2 separate regions of the Bos taurus genome follow, and region 2 is linked to region 1. A link is a contact called in public Hi-C data. All regions are on one chromosome and are shown on one strand. The core of a region is the stretch at or near the end of the contact, and the rest is flanking DNA. Distances in the headings are between cores, read along the strand shown. Region 1 overlaps PREX1 (phosphatidylinositol-3,4,5-trisphosphate dependent Rac exchange factor 1). Region 2 overlaps PREX1 (phosphatidylinositol-3,4,5-trisphosphate dependent Rac exchange factor 1).

The links. Hi-C and Micro-C count contacts between places; a contact is called where the count stands out from the background.
Region 2: a Hi-C map of an unstated tissue shows a contact between it and region 1, with 2.0 times the contacts expected there. The contact joins two enhancer-like sites. A contact is called at or near these places in 2 of 11 Hi-C or Micro-C datasets (skin fibroblasts and an unstated tissue).

The regions. Positions count from the first base shown.
Region 1 is chr13:76,961,394-76,964,093 of ARS-UCD2.0, reverse strand. The region is part of intron 1 of PREX1 (phosphatidylinositol-3,4,5-trisphosphate dependent Rac exchange factor 1); the gene reads left to right. It overlaps LOC112449342 (a long non-coding RNA gene), which reads left to right. Exons shown (of 3, transcript XR_009497029.1): 1 at 1-2,700. Among named protein-coding and RNA genes, the nearest start is that of PREX1, 59 kb to the left of the region's middle. Within about 2 kb of position 1,378, at least 16 of the 102 cell types and tissues checked have an H3K27ac peak or open chromatin away from gene starts, as enhancers often do.
Region 2 is chr13:77,011,319-77,014,018 of ARS-UCD2.0, reverse strand. All of the region lies in intron 1 of PREX1 (phosphatidylinositol-3,4,5-trisphosphate dependent Rac exchange factor 1), which reads left to right. Among named protein-coding and RNA genes, the nearest start is that of PREX1, 9.1 kb to the left of the region's middle. Within about 2 kb of position 1,393, at least 24 of the 102 cell types and tissues checked have an H3K27ac peak or open chromatin away from gene starts, as enhancers often do.

The DNA of each region.
Region 1 (2,700 bases), core at 129-2,628:
TCCTGTTCTTGCATCTTCTCGGAAGCAGAGCCGTGGGGCAGTGAGGGTGTGTGCACGCATGTGTGTGTGTGTGCGTGTGTGTGTGTAGCAGCTTGTCTCTGGTAACAGGCCTCACCGAAGCCAGGGCCGCGTGGGAGGGGGGACTCGGTTTGCCTGAAGTGTGTGCGTGTGCGTGTGTGTGTAGCAGCTTGTCTCTGGTAACAGGCCTCACCGAAGCCGGGGCCGCGTGGGAGGGGGACTCGGTTTTGCCTGAAGTGTGTGCGTGTGCGTGTGTGTGTAGCAGCTTGTCTCTGGTAACAGGCCTCGCCGAAGCCGGGGCCGCGTGGGAGGGGGACTCGGTTTTTGCCTGAAGTGCAGTGGGTGTGTTGGCTGCCAGAACCTGGGAGCCGCGTGTGTGGGCAGGTGGATGAACCAGGGTGGAAGGGAACCATCTCCTTTCCATCACTTTGCCGGAAAAATAAAGTTTGGAGTAATTTTGAGAGCAGTGTGACTACACCCGTTTAAGTACACAGGTCTTGCGTGCACATCTCCGTGACTGTTGCTTGCTCTTCACCACCAGGCCAAGATCTAGAACGTGCTGACCCCAGAGGTCACTTCAGGCCCCTTGCTGGTCAGCACCTGGAGACAAAAAGTAACCTGTTTGGTGTTCTGCTGAGAAAAGTAGCCGGTTTGGTCATCTCTGTCATCAGAGATGCTCTTGGCAGTTCGCTGGCTTCTGCAGCAGCGCGGTCCCACGGGGCCCACCCTTCTGTGTCTCTGGCCTCTTTGGCTCGGCCACTGTTCTTAGGACACGCCCGTGTCGTCCTGTGTGTGCGCGGTTCTTCTTTTGATTGCAGAGTTGTATTCCATTTTGTGAATACACTACAATCTGTGCATCCACTCGCCTGCTGGCGGACATCTGTGCTTTTTTAAAATACGAGTTTTTATTGTGCTCCTTTCCCGGTGCTAAGCACTTTCTATGTAATGTTTCCTTTAATCTTCCAAAGAACCCTAAGAGATAGAAGCTCTTATTTACCCTGTATTACAGATGTAGAAACAGAGGCTCAGAGGCTTATGTAACTTCCCTTCCTTTCTTCTCTTAATAATTATTTTTTGAGCATCGTGTATCTGCCTCGCACCAGTCTAAGTTCTGTGGAGACGGCAGTGATCCAGACACACAGAAATCCATTCCACTGATGAGAAAGAACCACTCATTAGTGTATAAAATAGCATGGAGTCTGTGATAACTGCTTTATAAAGAATGAAAGCAAGATGTGGAGGGGGAGAGTGTCTTCCTCCGTAATAACCTGGGGGAAGAGCCAGGCTGAGGGAATAGCACATGCAAAGGCCCCGAGGCGGGGACAAGCCTGGAGAGTCACAGGAAAAGGCAGACTAGCTGGTATGGTTGAAGGGGAGTGAGACACCCCGTTTCGGGGCAAGTATGAGGAAAATATATTGTAATCTGCGTGTTGGGGGTGGGGGCTTTCTTCTCTCATCAAAGATTGACAGATAAAAATAATATCAGTGATGGGAGTGTATGTGCTGGCATTTCATGAGGCCTCACTCTTGTGCGAGGCTGAAGCTGAGGTTCATTATCTGTGTCATCTTCTCGAGGTAGGTGTCTGAATCTCCGGTTACAGAAGAGGAAGCCGAGGTTAACACGTAGGTACCTTCCGCACTGGTAGGTGGGACCTTGAACCAGAGCCTCCCCTTGCCCTCCTTTCTCCTCCCTCACGGGGTCCCTGGGCGGTGGGTGAGGCCCCCAGCGAAGGACCTGTCAGAAGACTCCCTTGGGGGAACCTTGGTGACCTGTCAGTCTGTGGGCCCGGGGAGGCCCAGTCTCCCCAGATCACCTCGCTAGTGGGCATCATTTCTTATAATCCTCACGGTGATCCTTGAGGCAGTCTTACTGTTCTTCTTTTTGCTTTTGGCTGTGGTGTGCGATATGCAGGATCTTAGTTCCCTGACCAGGGATCGAACCTGTGCCCCTTGCAGTGGAAGGGTGGAGTCCTAACCACTGCACCGCCAGGGACTTCCCATGCTGTTCCTGTTTTCTAGATGAGGAAACAGCCCCAGAGGAAGGACCGTCTCTCTCTCTCTCTCTCATTCATTTGCTTATTTTCACTTATTCATTCAGAAATACATTAAATGCCAGGTGCTAAGTGCTGCGGGGGCGGGTAACCATGAATAAAACAGAGTGAGTGCAGCAGGAATAAAGCTGTGGCTCAGCAAGACCTCTTGGAGCTCTGGTGAGGGAGACAGGCCTTACTTGAATAATCTCATAGGTTACATTGTAGCTGTGGTGGCTCTAAGAAGGGTTTACGGAGCTGCTGGGGCCTGAACGTGGGCTTTGAGCTGGTTGAGAAGTCAGGCAAGGTGAACTGATATTAACTGGGTTAAAGGAGGGCCATGAGCGTTGTGGTTGGAGGGAATAGCACGTGCAAAGGCCCAGGGGCCGGAGCAATCTCCACGTCTTTTCAGAACAGCCTGAAGAGCCTGAAGGCTTGGTGGCAGTGGTGAGGAGGGGTCCTGCATGGCCGTTTTGCTTGTTATCCTCAGAACGGTGGGTAACCATTGGTAGGCCTGGTAGGACCTGGGGTGACCACATTTGCATTTTGTAAAGGTCTCCTTTGTGACTTGCCTGTGGTCACTCCAGCCTGAGTGCCTCACTGACCTTGGCCTCCCAACTCCTGGTCATCCCACTGGGCCACACCACTCCCT
Region 2 (2,700 bases), core at 144-2,643, 50 kb before region 1:
AAGGGAATCTGCCTGTCCGCCCCTCTTCTGTCGTGTGGTCAGACACACAATCTGTGTTTACCCGCCCAGTTCCTTCCCCAGGGTGGAGCTGGCAACTGACCCCTTGGTTCTGGGCCAGGAGAGGTGAGGCTATTTCAGGCTGGCTGGCCTAGGGCCACTGAAGATTGGTAGAGGCAGGTGGCCAGTTGCTGGGGAGGGTGGGTAGCTTCTGCAAGAAGCTGCTCCCAGGAGGAGTGAGGCCAGGGTCACCGTGGGGTATAGGCAGTCAATGCCTTCATTCACAAATTCACTTCTTAAACAAACAGATGTTAAGCACCTACTAAGTGTCAGACATATGGGCTAGATGTTGGCACATGGCCAGTACAAGATGGACAAAGTTCTTGCCCTCGTGGAATCTTCACACAGTACAAAAAGAGATGGCTTGAGCAAGTGACGAGAGGTGTAATCATGATAAGATAATCCACTGAGGTCCTGCTGGGTGCCAGGTACTGTATGAATTATCTCTTTGAGCCCTTGCAGTAACCCTTTGGAGTAGAGACTGTCATTATATCTATTTTGCTCCTGGGGAAGCCAAGGCCCAGAGAGGCTGAGGAAATTGCTCAAGTCCACACAGTTTGGGGAGAAGGCAGTGGCAACCCACTCCAGTGTTCTTGCCTGGAGAATCCCAGGGACAGAGGAGCCTGGTGTGCTGCCCTCTATGGGGTCGCACAGAGTCGGACACGACTGACGCGACTTAGCAGCAGCACACAGTTTGGAGTGGGTGCCCCGAGGAGAAAGGAAGGGGGAGGTACCCTGGTGACGGAGGTGGTGTCATCTGTTGACATGAGGTGGTCAAGGGAGGCCTCTGAAGAGGTGGCCGAGAAGGAGCCCGCTGAGGAAGGAGCTGAGAGAAGCGTGCTCCAGGTGGTGGGCACAGCGTGTGCAAAGGCCCTGAGGCAGGGCCCAGTTCGGCTTGCTGAAGAGGAGGTCAGGTTGGCGTGGGCAGCAGGGGTTCTGGCGGTGTGAACCTCACGTGCACGGTGAGCCGTTTGGGCTTGAGTCTTAGTGGGATGAGGAGGCCCTGGGGTGTGGCACCGTCTGACTGATGACCTGAAACTCAGGACTGCATGGCGCCCTTCCCAAGGTCCAGCAAACACCTCCTGCTTCCTTCCTGGGCACCTCGCCAGGAGGAGGACCACATCTTCCCCTCCCACAGGCAGCTCCCCCCTGTCTGTGCCCCGGCTGTCTAGTGACCTGGGCGATTCTGTCCTCTGTCTGGGTGGGTGCTGTGAGCCGACCACACGTGGAGAGGAGTTTGGGCCCCTCTTCGTGGCCTGGGTGTGGACGGGCTGCACTGGGAGGGCTGTTGAGGTGTGAGACGGGTGCCTGCTTCCCGTGAGGGAGGGCCACCCCATGTTTTCTGTTCAGGAAACTGATTTGCATGATTAAAAACTGTTCGGTGGCACCTCTGACTCCACCCTCCACTCACAGCCGTCACAACAGCACTTAACCTGGCGTCAGCTCGCGTGTCTTTTACACACCCACTTCACAGATGAGAAAAATGGAGGCACTGAGGGTAACTCGCCCGGGGACCCACCCTGGGGAACTGGCCTCTGCCTCCGCTGCTCTCATCCTTGCCTCCCGTGGTCTGCTCTCCATGCACAGCCCGAGGAGCCTCGTTAGACTTGTTAGGTCGTGCCGCTGCCCCGTTCAAAGCCCTGCTGTGGCTGCCAGCGCCCTCAGTCAAAGCCAGGTCCTCAGGGTGGCCCAGGAGGTCCCACACCACTTGCCCTGTCTCTTCTCCCCTCCGTCTCTGAGGCATCTTTTTTTTTCATACCTTTTTTTTAACATTGAGGTATGATTCACACACTATACATTCTACCCCCTCAAGAGCACAGTTCAGCGGTTTGGGGTATATTCACAAAGTTGTGCAGTCATCGCTGCCGTCTAATTCCAGAGCGTCCTGTCGCCCTCCCTTGCTCCCCTCCAGCCACATGGACCCTTTCTCAGGGCCCCAGGCGTGCTCCTGCATCAGGGTCTTCCCATTTGTTCTGTCTGGAGTGCACTTCCTCCAGTATCCCCATGGCTTACTCCTTCAGGCCTCTGCTTAAACCTCGTGGTCTTCGGAAGGTCTTTTCTGACTACCCCACCACCACTTCCTGTTTGAAATTGTATTCTGCCCCCACTTACTGCTTCCTGTCTCCTTTTCTCTGGGTGGTCCTTTATTCACTCTCTCTCTCCAGCACTGTTAAAAAGTGCCTGGCACATAGTAGGTGCTCATTAAATATCTGTCAAGTGAAGAAAAAAAAAACATCTCCTCTGCACACACACACACATTTATTTGTTTATTTTTGACTGTACTACGCAGCTTGTAGGATCTTTGTTCCCCCACCAGGGATTGAACCCACATCCTTGGCAGTGAAAGTGCGTAGTCCTAATCACTGGACTACCAGGGAATTCCCATATGTTTAAAATAATGTGATGGTCTTAATTTATATAAATGCTCAGTATTTTTGTGTGGATTTTTGGGCCCTGGGGTCTGGCCCAGACTATCTGGGTCTGAATTGTGTCTCTGCCCCTCAGTGGCTCTGCGATCCTTGGCAAGGAGTTTCCCCAAGGAGTTTCCCCTCTCTCGACCTCAGTTTCCTCATCTGTAAAATGGGTTGGGACACTTTGTTCAGTGTTGGCATATGGCCAGGCTCCAGTCAATGGTAGTTGTTC